2 separate regions of the Acanthopagrus latus genome follow, and region 2 is linked to region 1. Evidence: chromatin contacts called from public Hi-C data. All regions are on one chromosome and are shown on one strand. Each heading gives the region's core, a stretch centred on a gene start, on an enhancer-like site or on the middle of the called end of the contact. The rest is flanking DNA. Distances are from core to core; before and after follow the strand shown. Region 1 holds the start of supt7l (STAGA complex 65 subunit gamma). Region 2 holds the start of fosl2 (fos-related antigen 2).

Region 1 (6,358 bases), core at 2,427-4,926:
CGCTCTCGCTTCCAAGCAGCTTGCTTCCAGGTTTCCATTCGCTCCATTGTTATTACTTGTATACAGTTCGTTATGCTTTCTACAATGTTTAACTGTTGTGGTAGTGAAGCCAAGTTTTATTATTTTCATGAACTAGTAAAATGATTGGACTAATGTGTGTAATCAGTTTCATTATCAGCGTAGTCACCTTAAACATGAAGTACTGAATGTCGCCTTTGCAGCACAATGTTGTGTCAATGCTTATTTTCCCCCTGAATCTTCGAGGTGCAGTGTGTACACAGGTTCATAATTAGGTTTTTTAGAGGAGTTTAATCAGCTAACACTAAGAGTCTCTGCATTTTCCCCACCTTAGAATCAGCCTTCATATCTACAGAGGGAGCATGTCCTCTCCAAGGAAGTCTGCTATGTTGCACTGTCATGTGTCTACAGTAGCCCAGAATAAACATACCAAACACTAGCTGTAGAGAGGGACTTTCAAGTTTTTTTGCACTTGTAGTGGCCACCATAAGGGAGGATGAGACGAGGGGTGTTAAAGTGGTTCCAAACTAGCAGCACATTGCTGGAATCCACTAAATCCTACACACTTGACATTCAATAAGCCTAATTATTATTATATTATTTCATAAAAATGTAATCATTGTTTTTTTTCTTAATTTCGTTGGAGCGCTCTTTATTTCAAACAAGGTGGGGTATCTCTGCTACAAAATGCTGCCGGAAACGTTGTCTTCCGTTGTATTTTGTGCAGCCAGAACCCAAAGATATTCAATTTCAAGTAACAAGAATAAAAAATGTCTGAGGAAAAGTATTAGATCCTCACATTGGAGAAGTTGGAACAAGAGAGTGTTCAGTGTTTGGTTGAGCTCTCTAAATAAACAGAAATGGGCAATATAGATAAAATTCCTTCTCAAAGTGTACATACATGACCAAATCTTGGATGGTTGACAGATACCTTATGATCAGTTACGACTCACTCCAGCCTCACCTGCAGCATGTAGCTGTGATAGTCCTTGATCCGCACTTGCCAGAAGCGCTGCAGGGCCAGCACACTGCCGATGCCCACCTCATGGAACACTTGCTCCACTACGTCTGGAAAGGGACTGGCTCCGAGCCGAGCCTCCCGGTCCACCGCCACTCGCAGCAGGCGGGTGACACGCATGTAATGCTCGTGTACCAGATCAGTCAGGGTCTCCAGCACACTCTCCTGGGCTGACTCAAAGCCAGCATGGGCCAAGACGGTGGCCACTGACTGATAAAGGAGCTGCCTGCAGGAGGGCCAACTCAGCTCTGTAACAGGCTCGCCTTTACCCCTTACGACACAGGAGATGAAAGAAGAGAAATGTTGACCGGTTGCTTTATTTGATTCATATTCAATACCTAAACGTTAAAATTTGAAATTGAGATGCTTTAGTGGCTGTGTAAAATATTCAAATCAAAGAAAGGAGTGCAGTATCTTGGCTCAGGTGAGATTAACTTACTTATAAAAGTCACTTTCGGGGTCACTGTGGCGGAGCTGGAAGGGCTGCCGCGGGGCTTTGCTGTCCACAGGTAGCAGGTCATCTGGCATGACAGGTGGGGTGGGAGGACGCAGAGGCAGGCTGGTATCAGCCTCCTCCAGCCTGCTGCCACCCTCGGAGGATGCAGAGCTTTGACCCTGAGCCTGCGCTTGGGCTGCTGCCAGGAGACCACGGAGGCGGCGGGTATGCTGACACAGCTGCACTGTGTGAATGGTTAGGCTGCAAGGCTCTGAGGGGATGTCCAGCATTGTGGTGGGCCTCGGACGCTGGGCTGAGGGCTGGTGCAGGGGAGGGTCCTGCATTTCCACTGAGCGAAACTCACGCTGGAGCAAGTCAAAGGAGCTGCGGCTGGGAGGGGCGCCTGCAGGTCCAGGGATCTCACCCCAGTAACGCATCATGATGAGGGATCTGAAAAACTGGAAAAGTGGAGAGGAGGCTGGAGTGACCATCATAATCAAGGATGAAGTGGGTATAAACAACATCGAATTAAAAAGAAAACTCTATTTACATGTTCAAAATAGTTTAAAAAGGGCGATTTTTTTGTTGATACAGAGTGGCAACTAAGCTGTGAGTGCTGATGAAAACTACGCCATTTATTTGTTAATGACCAAATGCACAGTGACAAACATGCACAACCCTTACAACGCCAGAGCACCTGTTACAACGTCGTACGTGTCTTGTGATCATATCGGCACACATCTGACTAACAAGTACCATGTTTTAAAGAAAATAGTAGACATTATAATCGGATCACACTGCCTTTAGCCTGTGGGAATAGCAAGTGATGCGATTTGAATGGTTAAAAAAGTTTTTTTAAAAAACAGAACTCGCTGTGATTAATGAATTAATGAATTAACCCCTCGATTTGGGGGGTAAATATCAATGATTTGTGTAAGCTATGAAGTCATGATGTCAGATGTCTGAATGATGTTTGGTACGCTGCAGGAGCGCGCAAGGGAGAGCGCATAAGAAAAGAACTCGTGGAAAGCAACGACTCAGCAACAAGTAAGACTGCAAGGTACACAGCATGCATGTTAGGCTACTCAAATTATCTGTATAATAATAATTCGACTGTGACTCACATTATACAGAGTTAGGTGAAACGTCTGTTGATAATTGAAACATCTCCGAAGGAAGTTGCACAGGAAACACGCTTTCTCGTCCGTGTCGCAAAAAAAAACGGGCGAACACCTTCTGAACAAAGTAGTTCCGAGACAAACCATTTATTTAGAGTGTGACACAGTTATGAAATCTATAAACACGCCGTGTAGTCCGGTTTCAATCAGTTTTCATATACTTGTATTTGTGGTTCATATTCTTTATTAACTGTTTGAGTGAGTTTTCATCGAGGCTTAGAAAACCCGGACGAAATTCAGAGTCACACCCAATAAACATGGCCACCTCCCCAACGTCAGACCTGTGTGTCAAAAATACTGATGAAGAATTGAATTCTGCGATGGAAACGGACGAGTGTTCGGCCGCTGAGAATGGAGGTGAACTTAAAAACAAGGACGTACACAACACGGAACCACAAACAGAGGACACTTTTAAGAAACCGACTCTTTTCGCCGCACCGTCACTCACCAGCAAGCGCAGCAACGTCGCTGCTCCGTCCAAAGCACCAGCAGCCGAAACAAAACCTGTGACAGAAAACAACAAAGCTGAAGTCTCAGACACTATCAGAGAGAATTCTTCAGTTCCTGTAGATGAAAACAAAACCACGGAAAAAGGCAAAGAAGAGGACCCAAAGGACGCCAAAGTCAAGCATGTGGCTCCTGTCAAAGCCAAGCCAGAAGCTAAGCCCACCAGGGTGCTTCCTTCTAAAGGGCCCCCGGCTGGTAAATTCCCCCCTATCCCGTACACAGAGCCTCCCTGGGGCGGCAAAGCCCCAAATACCCCCTATGCCCTGGAAATTCTTAAAAACGGCACCATAGTGGACACGGTGCCCCTCACACAGAGCAGCTATTTCGTGGTCGGACGTTTACCTGTGTGCGACGTCTCCTTGGAGCACCCCTCCATCTCCAGGTACCACGCAGTGATTCAGTACCGCGGACACGCTGGAGAGGGACAGTCTGTCGGAGAGGACGCGGGGTTTTACATCCACGACCTGGGCAGCACGCACGGCACCGTGGTGAACAAGAACAAGATCCCGCCGAAGACCTACATCAGACTGCGTGTGGGACATGTCTTGAAGTTTGGTGGGAGCACGAGGCTTTTTATCCTGCAGGTAACTGACGATGGTTTATGAGCAGTAACTGGACTGATGAGGACACTGAGGAGAACAGGACTGTTTTCATCGGTGCACATCAGAGCAGGAAGAGGGATGCACGGTGATTACTGACCAGATATTGGGAAATGTATATCATCGGCTGTTATTCGATATACCTGCAGATATCGCCGAAATCTAGCCGCTAAACAGGGCTGGTAATTTAGGGCAATTTTATTTCTTTGGGACGTTTCTTTTTTTTTGTATTGTTAGACTTTCAGAGGAAGACAACATGACTGAAATATGTAACACGTGTTCCAAAGGGGTTCGAAGAGGAGGGGAAAAGTCCAGCTTTATAACAGCTTATTATAACGGTTAATTGGAACCATCCATCCCTGCTTACTACATTTTAACTTGTGTTACCTGCAGATGTTCTTAAACTACAGGCAGCGAACTTATAAAAATGTTACTGCATACGCAAAGATAAAATGTATACACAAGTTCAAGAGAAACAAATATTGAGTCCTAGAGAGGTTGTGTTTTTTGTTTGAACATATGCTTCATCATAATTTAACAAAATAATATGTCATCTGACAGACATTGGACCTAATATAAACTTGATGTGTATTATTTATTAAAATGATTTGCTGTACATGCTGTTTCAGAGAGACAGAATTAGTTAATAAAGTACTTAATAGTTTTCATCACCTTTCCCCATTCCTCGTTCCACAGGGCCCAGAGTTTGATGAGGAGGAGGAGTCTGATCTAACAGTGACAGAGCTGAGGGAGCGAACCCGAAAACAGAAGGCAGAGCTGGAGAGGAGGATGATGGGAGATGGTTCTGATGACGACGATGAGAACGAGGAGGAGGAGGAGAAGGAGCAAGGCAGGGAAGGGGAAGGCAACAAGAGCAGGAGCAAACTGTCAAATGAAGACTCAGGCTGTTCCTGGGGAATTGGTGAGCTGGTTGGAGGATTATGCTACAGCATGTTACATGTTATCTGTGTTGACTTAGTGCTGAGTGTGTCGGTGTCAACTTTCTCTGAAGGCTAGTAACTACGGACGCACATTAATCCTTCTGTTCTCTCCTTTGCTTTCATTTAATCTCTCGTCTTAAATCCCCTTCCAGCTGAGGAGGCTGTTCCAGAGGAAGATGAAAATGAGGAAAACCCTTTTTCAACCGAGTTCCAAGAGGACCAGGAAGCTGCCTACCTGAAAGACCCAAAGAAGGCTTTGCAGGGCTTCTATGACCGGGAAGGTGTGAAGGCTGTTTTAATCCACAGATGTCTAGTTCCTCTGTCGTTATTGTTGTGTTCTTATGTCAATTTAATTTCTTGACCTTAACTTTGACATCCTTTATTTTAGGTGAGGAGCTGGAGTTTGAGTATGAGGATAAAAGCCATGGCAGCTGGCTCTGTAGAATAAAGTAAGTGACATGAAACCCCTGGTATTAGGATTTTAAAGATTACAAAAGAAGTTTCACAGTCACACAGTTGATGCCGATGTTTCTGTCAGGCTTCCTGTAGACGATGCCATGGGGCGGCAGCTGGTTGCTGAGGTGACACACACAGGAAAGAAGAAAGACGCAGCCATCCAGTGCTGCCTGGAGGCTTGCCGAATGTTGGAAGCCAGGGGGCTGCTGCGCCAGGAAGCAGGTGTGAATTATGATCCCACTATCTGGAGATGTTGTAGCTTGTTGTTAGGACTACTGCAGTGATAGTTTTTCCTGTCATACGTCTCAGTGTCACGCAAGCGCAAGAAGAAGAACTGGGAAGATGAGGACTACTACGACAGTGACGATGACACCTTCCTGGATCGAACCGGCACTGTGGAGAAGAAGAGGCAGGAGAGAATGAAAAAGGCAGGAAAGATTGAGGAGCGGCCTGAAACCTACGAATCATTGGTAAAAATCTGCTTTTGTCTCTGCTGGAATTTCTAACTTTATATAATGCCCTGAAAAATATTGATATTCAACGCCATTGGTAGCACAGGGAAAAATTGACTCAAGATTGCATTGCATAACATTTCTGATTGTTATAAAAAGATACATTTAACAAGGCTTGTGTACTATGTGTTAAGGACAAACGCGTCAAAGTTAATTTACCTTTGACCATAGTCAAGTATTTTCTCTCCACTGAAATCTGCCATCTGAGTTATCTCAGGCCTGATAGCTCTGAGGGGGATTAGCTTTGACAATTGCAAATAACAGCAACAAGACATGACCTCACATTTATCAACACAGTTTACTGAGCCACCTTGTTTGAAGTGATCTTGAAACATGAACTGTCACCAACCTCTCATAATTGTTGACAGAGGTTGTCCTGTTGGCACATCGCTAATTTTGTGTTAGTTGGTCTTAATGAGGTAATGAATATTGAAACCCTTTCAGATATTCATTTGATATGCAATACCACCTTATATGAATCATGTTTGTCGTATTTATACTTTGTGTTTAGCATGATTGAAACTGCACACATCATCTGTGTAATGATATCTAATGATAAACAAGACTCAAGAGTCTACAACCATGCTAGTGAGACTGTACCCTCAGCTAAACTCTAAAATCAGCATGTTACATGGTAGAGAGTGACCATTTTCTTATTTAAGCATGTTGGCATGCTAACATCTTCAAATCAAC
Region 2 (6,208 bases), core at 3,381-5,880, 200 kb after region 1:
GATCACATGTTTCCCACTGCATTGTCAGAGCAAAAACTGAGTCACACAGGATTTTACTCAATAGGGTTATTGTCAGCAGTGTGAGGCAGAAAGGTACCGGTAAGTGTTGTTGGTAAGAATTCATTTTACAGCTCAGCAAATTTCATGGAGAATAAGAAATAATTCACAAGTCATTCTTTTTAAATGTCTTCTTTTGAAATGATCCACAAATTACTGCAATTATCACCTCAGAATGTATAAAAAATCCCCACCAACACTATTTAATCATAATATTTGTGGATTTTTTTTTCGATAGAAAATTGGTTCTAATTTCTTCAAAACATTTCCAGGTAACTTCCAGTTGCAGCTACATAGCCAACTTCTTTCTGTCTAACTTTTTGTTAGTTGAAGTACAGTGAAGTACAGCTTTTAATCATTTATATTCTCACCAATTTCTGTCATTTCAACAGATCAGTACAACTTTGTAACAAATATCCTAATTGTCAAAGTGTTTTGCTTGTGAGCCACAAAGAAATTGAGAATTGCAGACAAATACAACTTTGTAATCAAGAAAAGTCCAGTAACCAATTTCCCATTTGAGTCTCATTCTGTGCTTGCTTAATGAGGTCTAATATTAATGTCTTCACTGCATGCAACATGTTTAAATGTCACTTTTAAAAAAAGGAATATTTTGAGACAATACAAATAATAACATAGTGGAAGTTAAGCAGAATCCAGTTTGAGATTACCTGTAATTATATGAAAGAAATTAGCAGCTATTCATTGATACCGTATTGGAAAAATCCCGGCATGGTGTAATGAGATCATGTTGGGGTGATTTTCAATACATTTGGAGGCAAATATTTTACTAATCTGGAGGTAGTTTTAAAGAAAGTTCAAATAAGTTACTCAGTGATCAATTATCACCTTTTAATTATGAAATTTGCCGACCTGTAAATCCATGTGGTTCACTCGCAGGTCTACCAGGCTTCCTGAATCATGTGCTGAGGTGCTATTTTGCAGCATTGCATCATAAAACAGTATATTGACTGTATTAGCTGCTAGTATGCTAATAAATCCCGCTGTCAGTCACACTGATGGTTCTTTAACCCACTCACTATGCTCCTAGTCAGCACTTTGGTGTCTGCGTGTGAGGAGAACCTGAGCTGCGAGATTAGCCATGCTGATCATGTTGAGCTATTATCTAGGTTAGGGTATTACGACAAGACAGCTGAGTGACACTATAACAGGAGAAAACAAAGGAAGGCAAGGGCAAAAAAAAAAATGCCTGTAGAGACACCAATCACAATGATCACTGTGAATTCTGCTGACTTGAGGAAAAGCTGGAATTCAGATGAAACAGCCTCTTCCTCTCTGTGCCGCTGAGCTGTTTTCCTGATAATTATTTAGCAATACAGTAGCTCAGTGATGTCATGATGTTTGCGCCAGCTTACAGTCCGTATGAATCTATTGAATTCTTAAGAAAAAATTGGAGACTGGCCTAAATTGAATCAAAAGGGACGAATGATAACACATCACACTGCATAATGTCAGAGGTGTCTGAGGCTCAGGTGCCTTTTACAGATTTACACCCAAGATCACATTTTTACAATTATATCAATGATGATAAGCGAACAGGCAGTTATGAAATAAACATTTGGATCCTACAATTGAGTAGAAAAAAGTGATACCTCAATGTAAAAACACCCCATTACATGTAAAAGGCCTGTATGCAAGTTATTTCAGAAAAGGTGTCTGTGAATCATTGGCAAAATGCACAAAATATTAAATTTACTCATAATGCAGAACAGTAACCCCAGTAAGGGTTAATCTATATTATATTATGGGATTATTATCTATTAATACTGAATCCTGAATGTGTGTGTTCAACATTATAATGCTGTGGTTGGCAGAGGTGGATTGGGGTGGCTTTATGTTTTATCAACTCATCATACAGAAAAGCTGCAAACTTAAGTATTATAACTGTGTAAGAAAAGCAGTGGAGTAAAGCATACGATTAGCCATAAAAAATCAGTGTAGAAAAATCATAATGTAGCATAAAATGGAGATACGCAGGTAAAGTACAAGTTCCCTTAGATTGTACTTGTAAATAACTTTAGTAACTTCAGTTACTAGTTACTCTGCAGATAACATGCTGCGACAGAGCCAAAGTTGACACATAGTCTACAGTATACATACATATAAATGTACAATTTATCTTTACTTTTGATACTCAAGTACAATTGCTTGATAAAATTGCTACTGACACTTAAGTACATGTAATATCAGTATCACTTTAAACATTTTACTCAAGTACTATTAGTATAGGTGGCTTTAGCTTTTATCAAAGTAATACATGATATATTTACTCTAACCTAATGATGTTTTGTGTTACTATTGACCTGAAACAATTGGCCAAACTGCTATGTATTTACAAGCTCCCTTTCGGATTTAGGGTACTTGAAGGCAGCATTAGGGCCATCAACCCTCTTGCGTCACGAGCACCTGCAACACGTCGGCTGCGGCCAGGTAAGCCTCTGGCTTATTGTCTGTCAGTGACCATAATACCCGTGTAGACGGCAGGCCGATGAGATGTTCTATATGGAGCTGATTCCTTATGATGTGTGATGGAGGCACACCGACGCGTCAGTGGCGCACGACCTGCGGATCAGCCGCCTCAGTGCGCACACCTACCGCCTCGGCCTATAGCCGTGTCCTGACCTGACCTACTAGAGCTCCCGCGCTGCAGTGCTGAGGCACTCAACTTTTTAAAGTCGCCGAATCTTTTAATTAGCATCGACATCCATGAAGCTAATCACAAACTGGAGCGATAATGTCTGACTGACAGGCATCTCATAACGTTTGTTGTGTATTCCAGTTTCTTGCGTGGTATCTCATTATGTACTTAAATATCCAAATTGGACTCATATAAGAACAGAACCTGTCACCGCGCCATACCTTGCGTTCCCCAAATTGACGCCGATGGGTGCATCTCAAATGATATTACTGCATTAATTATAGGACTATGGCAGATTAGATTTCCTCGAGCAATTTAGCAGAAAGTGTGTCGCTTAGCAACACCGTTACCGTTCAAAAGCGGTGTCGCGAGCGGATGATAAACATTTATCATTAATTAATATCATTCAAAGAAAGATTTATTGAACATCTGCGCGCTTTTTCTCGCCACTTCCCGTGACCGAAGTGAGTGTGAGGGACTGAGGAGGAGCGTTTCCTCCACAAAGGGAGTCACAGATCACCGTGCAGGTCAAAAGGTACTGCAGCGAAAATGACACCCGGTAACTTCGGAAAGGGTGACATGCTGGAGGGCTCGATTAACTACAGTGTAATTGACGTGTTCGCATTATGAGCAAGCGCATGAAGTCAGTCCCTCCGCGGCGAGTGGTCACCTCAGAAAACCCCCTGCACATCATTTTCCCTCGACGCAACTTCCCCCGACTGAACACTGCAGCTGAAACTTTTTTTTTTTTTTTTTTTTTTTTCACGAGCGCTACTCGTTCTGGCAAAGATACGCGCGGCAAACAGCTTTAAGAGAGCTCATCAGAACCAGTTGTGGCGATGCAGATTAAAATAGGAACCGTGGCTGATTGGATTATACTTAATACGCCATTTCATTTCGTGTAACGTGTCACATTCTGGGCGCTGTGCCCTTGTTTATGAGGTGCGTCCGAATTACAATTAGCCCACTTTTCACCGAGAATCCTTTGAAGCAGCCGTGCTGCACTGTTGTGTAGACCTAACCAGTGGGCCACGTCTATTTGACCAAATGCATCATGATGTGTTCTGTGCCACCTCTCGAAAAAAATGCGCACAATGTGTCTCCGCCAAATAACACAAAGACTCAGTCGCATGTCCAATCATTTAAAGTAGTCTTTATGAACAGGGATGCTGTGAAAGCCGGTGGATGCTGAGCGCGCGTGTGTTCAGGCAGTGGAAATAACGGTCATATTACACGCGCGTGTTCTCTCCCCACTGTCAGTACATTTCAGGCATTCTGGGCTTTAGGCGGACATCGAATACATTCGGGGACAGAACACTCAGGAGATGCTTTTTGCTGTTCTACACTCTCTCCCTCTGAGAGCGCGCACGTATGGAGCGCATTTTTTTTTTTTTTTTAAACCAGCGTGCGTTCATGTGATCTTTATCTTTTCGTCTGAGACTTTTAATATCTTCGTTTTCTCGCACTGATGAGCCACCGGACCGGGACCCGCGCGCCGAGAGCTCCGAGTCCGGAGTGCAGTGCGCGAGGGGAGGGAATCCCTCCAGTGTCTGACGCTTCCTTTACCAAGGAAACCCACACGCGCTCTCTGACGCAACTGCCCATTTTAGGAAACATGCGTCAATGGACCAAAGCAAGTCAGACAAATAGTGAACTCCACAGCAGGCACTGACGTCCGTATCAAAAAATAAATCCATCCACACATATTTGAGACACTTCAACTGAATCGCTGCTTCTCGATTATATATCCACTGTCCGCTGGGCGAAGCATGGTCACAGCGGATCCTTCTTTCTCACTGCCTTATCCAGAAACGACCCCTCCCTGCATGAAGTCGCAACGCCCTGGCGTGACGTAGGCTGTTTCGTTGGTGTTGAAAAGCCGTTGCAGTTCTTCATAGTGCCATTGAAGTGAGTCATCTCTAGGAAGTGTGGTAAAAAGGAAAAAGAAAAAAAAAAAAAGTTAGAACTGTTCCGTGAACAGCAGAGAGCTCAGATAGAGTGAGTACTGGGTAAGGCGACGGAAAATATTGAGATTGAGCAGGCAATAGGTTTTAAAGCGAACGTTAACCTGCGTGAGTCACTCTCTAACTACAGGTTCACTGGTCTCAACTGGATTTGACTGCTGAAGGTGTGCTGCTGACTTTAGGGTGAAGTTTGCGCACCTGAGAGGATCTTTAATAGCGTAGTGTAGGTCTACCTGTTGTGCAACAATATTAAAGGCACGATAAGAAACAGCCTTTACGCGCAGGGATAACACTTAACAAAATAGCCTATTTATTGTAACTGGTGAGATCTGTGAGGTGTTTTAGGTTAGTTTAGAGGAGCATAATTGCACGCTGTCTTTGCCAACTCTTCTCTGGATATCCCAAATTAACGACGTCTCGAGTCAGAGGATTTTTGTTCCTGTTGGTGCCTTTTCATTGCGAGGATTTAAGAAGCAAAACGGGGGTTCAGAGCCCAAACCGTCTACTGAAATCTTCCTTTTTCCTGGATCATGTACCAGGACTACGCCGGGAACTACGACACCTCGTCCCGCGGAAGCAGCACCTCTCCGGCCCAGCCAGAGTCCTTCACAAGCGGCAGCAGCACGATCGGAAGTCCGATCTCTACCTCAAGCTACCAGGTAACACCAGGAAACACCGGCTGTTGCCACATTATCTGTAAATAATGCACCCATACGTATCCGTCTTGATTCTATTTCATGTGCACAACCTCTTAGAATTGCAGTTTTTTTTTGGTGCTATAGATTATTAATATTAATATTATTAATCTTTTGCCATGTTACAGGCTCCACTCGTTAACAGGGATTTAGGAATTCTCCATGTCGCTTGGGCAAAAAAAAAAAAAAAAAACACGATAAACCTAATGACACAAATTGCACCGAGTGACTCAGAAGCAAACACTCGATCCATGCACAAGTACTCTGGACTCATACCATTTGAATTCTGTCATGGGTCATGAAAACGCCATCGAATGATGCAGCCAACTTTTAACTGAATATCACATTTACCTGATGCGCATGGGGAGTTTGATCATATAAATGTAAAATAAGCATCGTTCCTCAGTTGGTCCTTATGCTAAAACAAAAGCTCTAAGCCTATAGGTTCAGAAGGCAGATGTACGGTGATTTGTTTTCTGTTTTCTGAAACAGAAATGGGACACATTAGAATTCCAAATTACTTATCTGTGCGTAAAATATAATATTTGGGAGTATTTACGCTTTCGCGTCGTACTAAAGACGCACTTTACGTGTTATAAGCACGATACATTCTTTGGAAGACATTTATAACACACCCTCGTTCGCTATAAACACATCGCGACAGTCTAGCATAAATTGAGTAGAGATAAAATACACAGTGGAGAAGCAACAGGCATGTACGGTGTAATACGGGCATTAACACAAGGGTCAGGAAATGTTCTCATTGTTACTGGGCACCAGTTCAGTCTGTTCGGAGTGCACGAAAGACACGAGCCGTTGGAAGAAGAAAAAAA

Evidence for each region. Hi-C and Micro-C count contacts between places; a contact is called where the count stands out from the background.
Region 2: a Hi-C map of muscle shows a contact between it and region 1, with 3 times the contacts expected there. The contact joins the promoter of fosl2 here to the promoter of supt7l in region 1. A contact is called at or near these places in 2 of 4 Hi-C or Micro-C datasets (liver and muscle).

Annotation. Positions count from the first base shown.
Region 1 is chr16:23,306,139-23,312,496 of fAcaLat1.1, forward strand. It overlaps supt7l (STAGA complex 65 subunit gamma), which reads right to left and starts at 3,677. Exons shown (of 6, transcript XM_037071080.1): 1 at 3,500-3,677; 2 at 3,099-3,154; 3 at 1,476-1,930; 4 at 983-1,307. The coding sequence starts at 3,533.
Region 2 is chr16:23,506,253-23,512,460 of fAcaLat1.1, forward strand. fosl2 (fos-related antigen 2) reads left to right here and starts at 4,631. Exons shown (of 4, transcript XM_037071221.1): 1 at 4,631-5,339. The coding sequence starts at 5,211.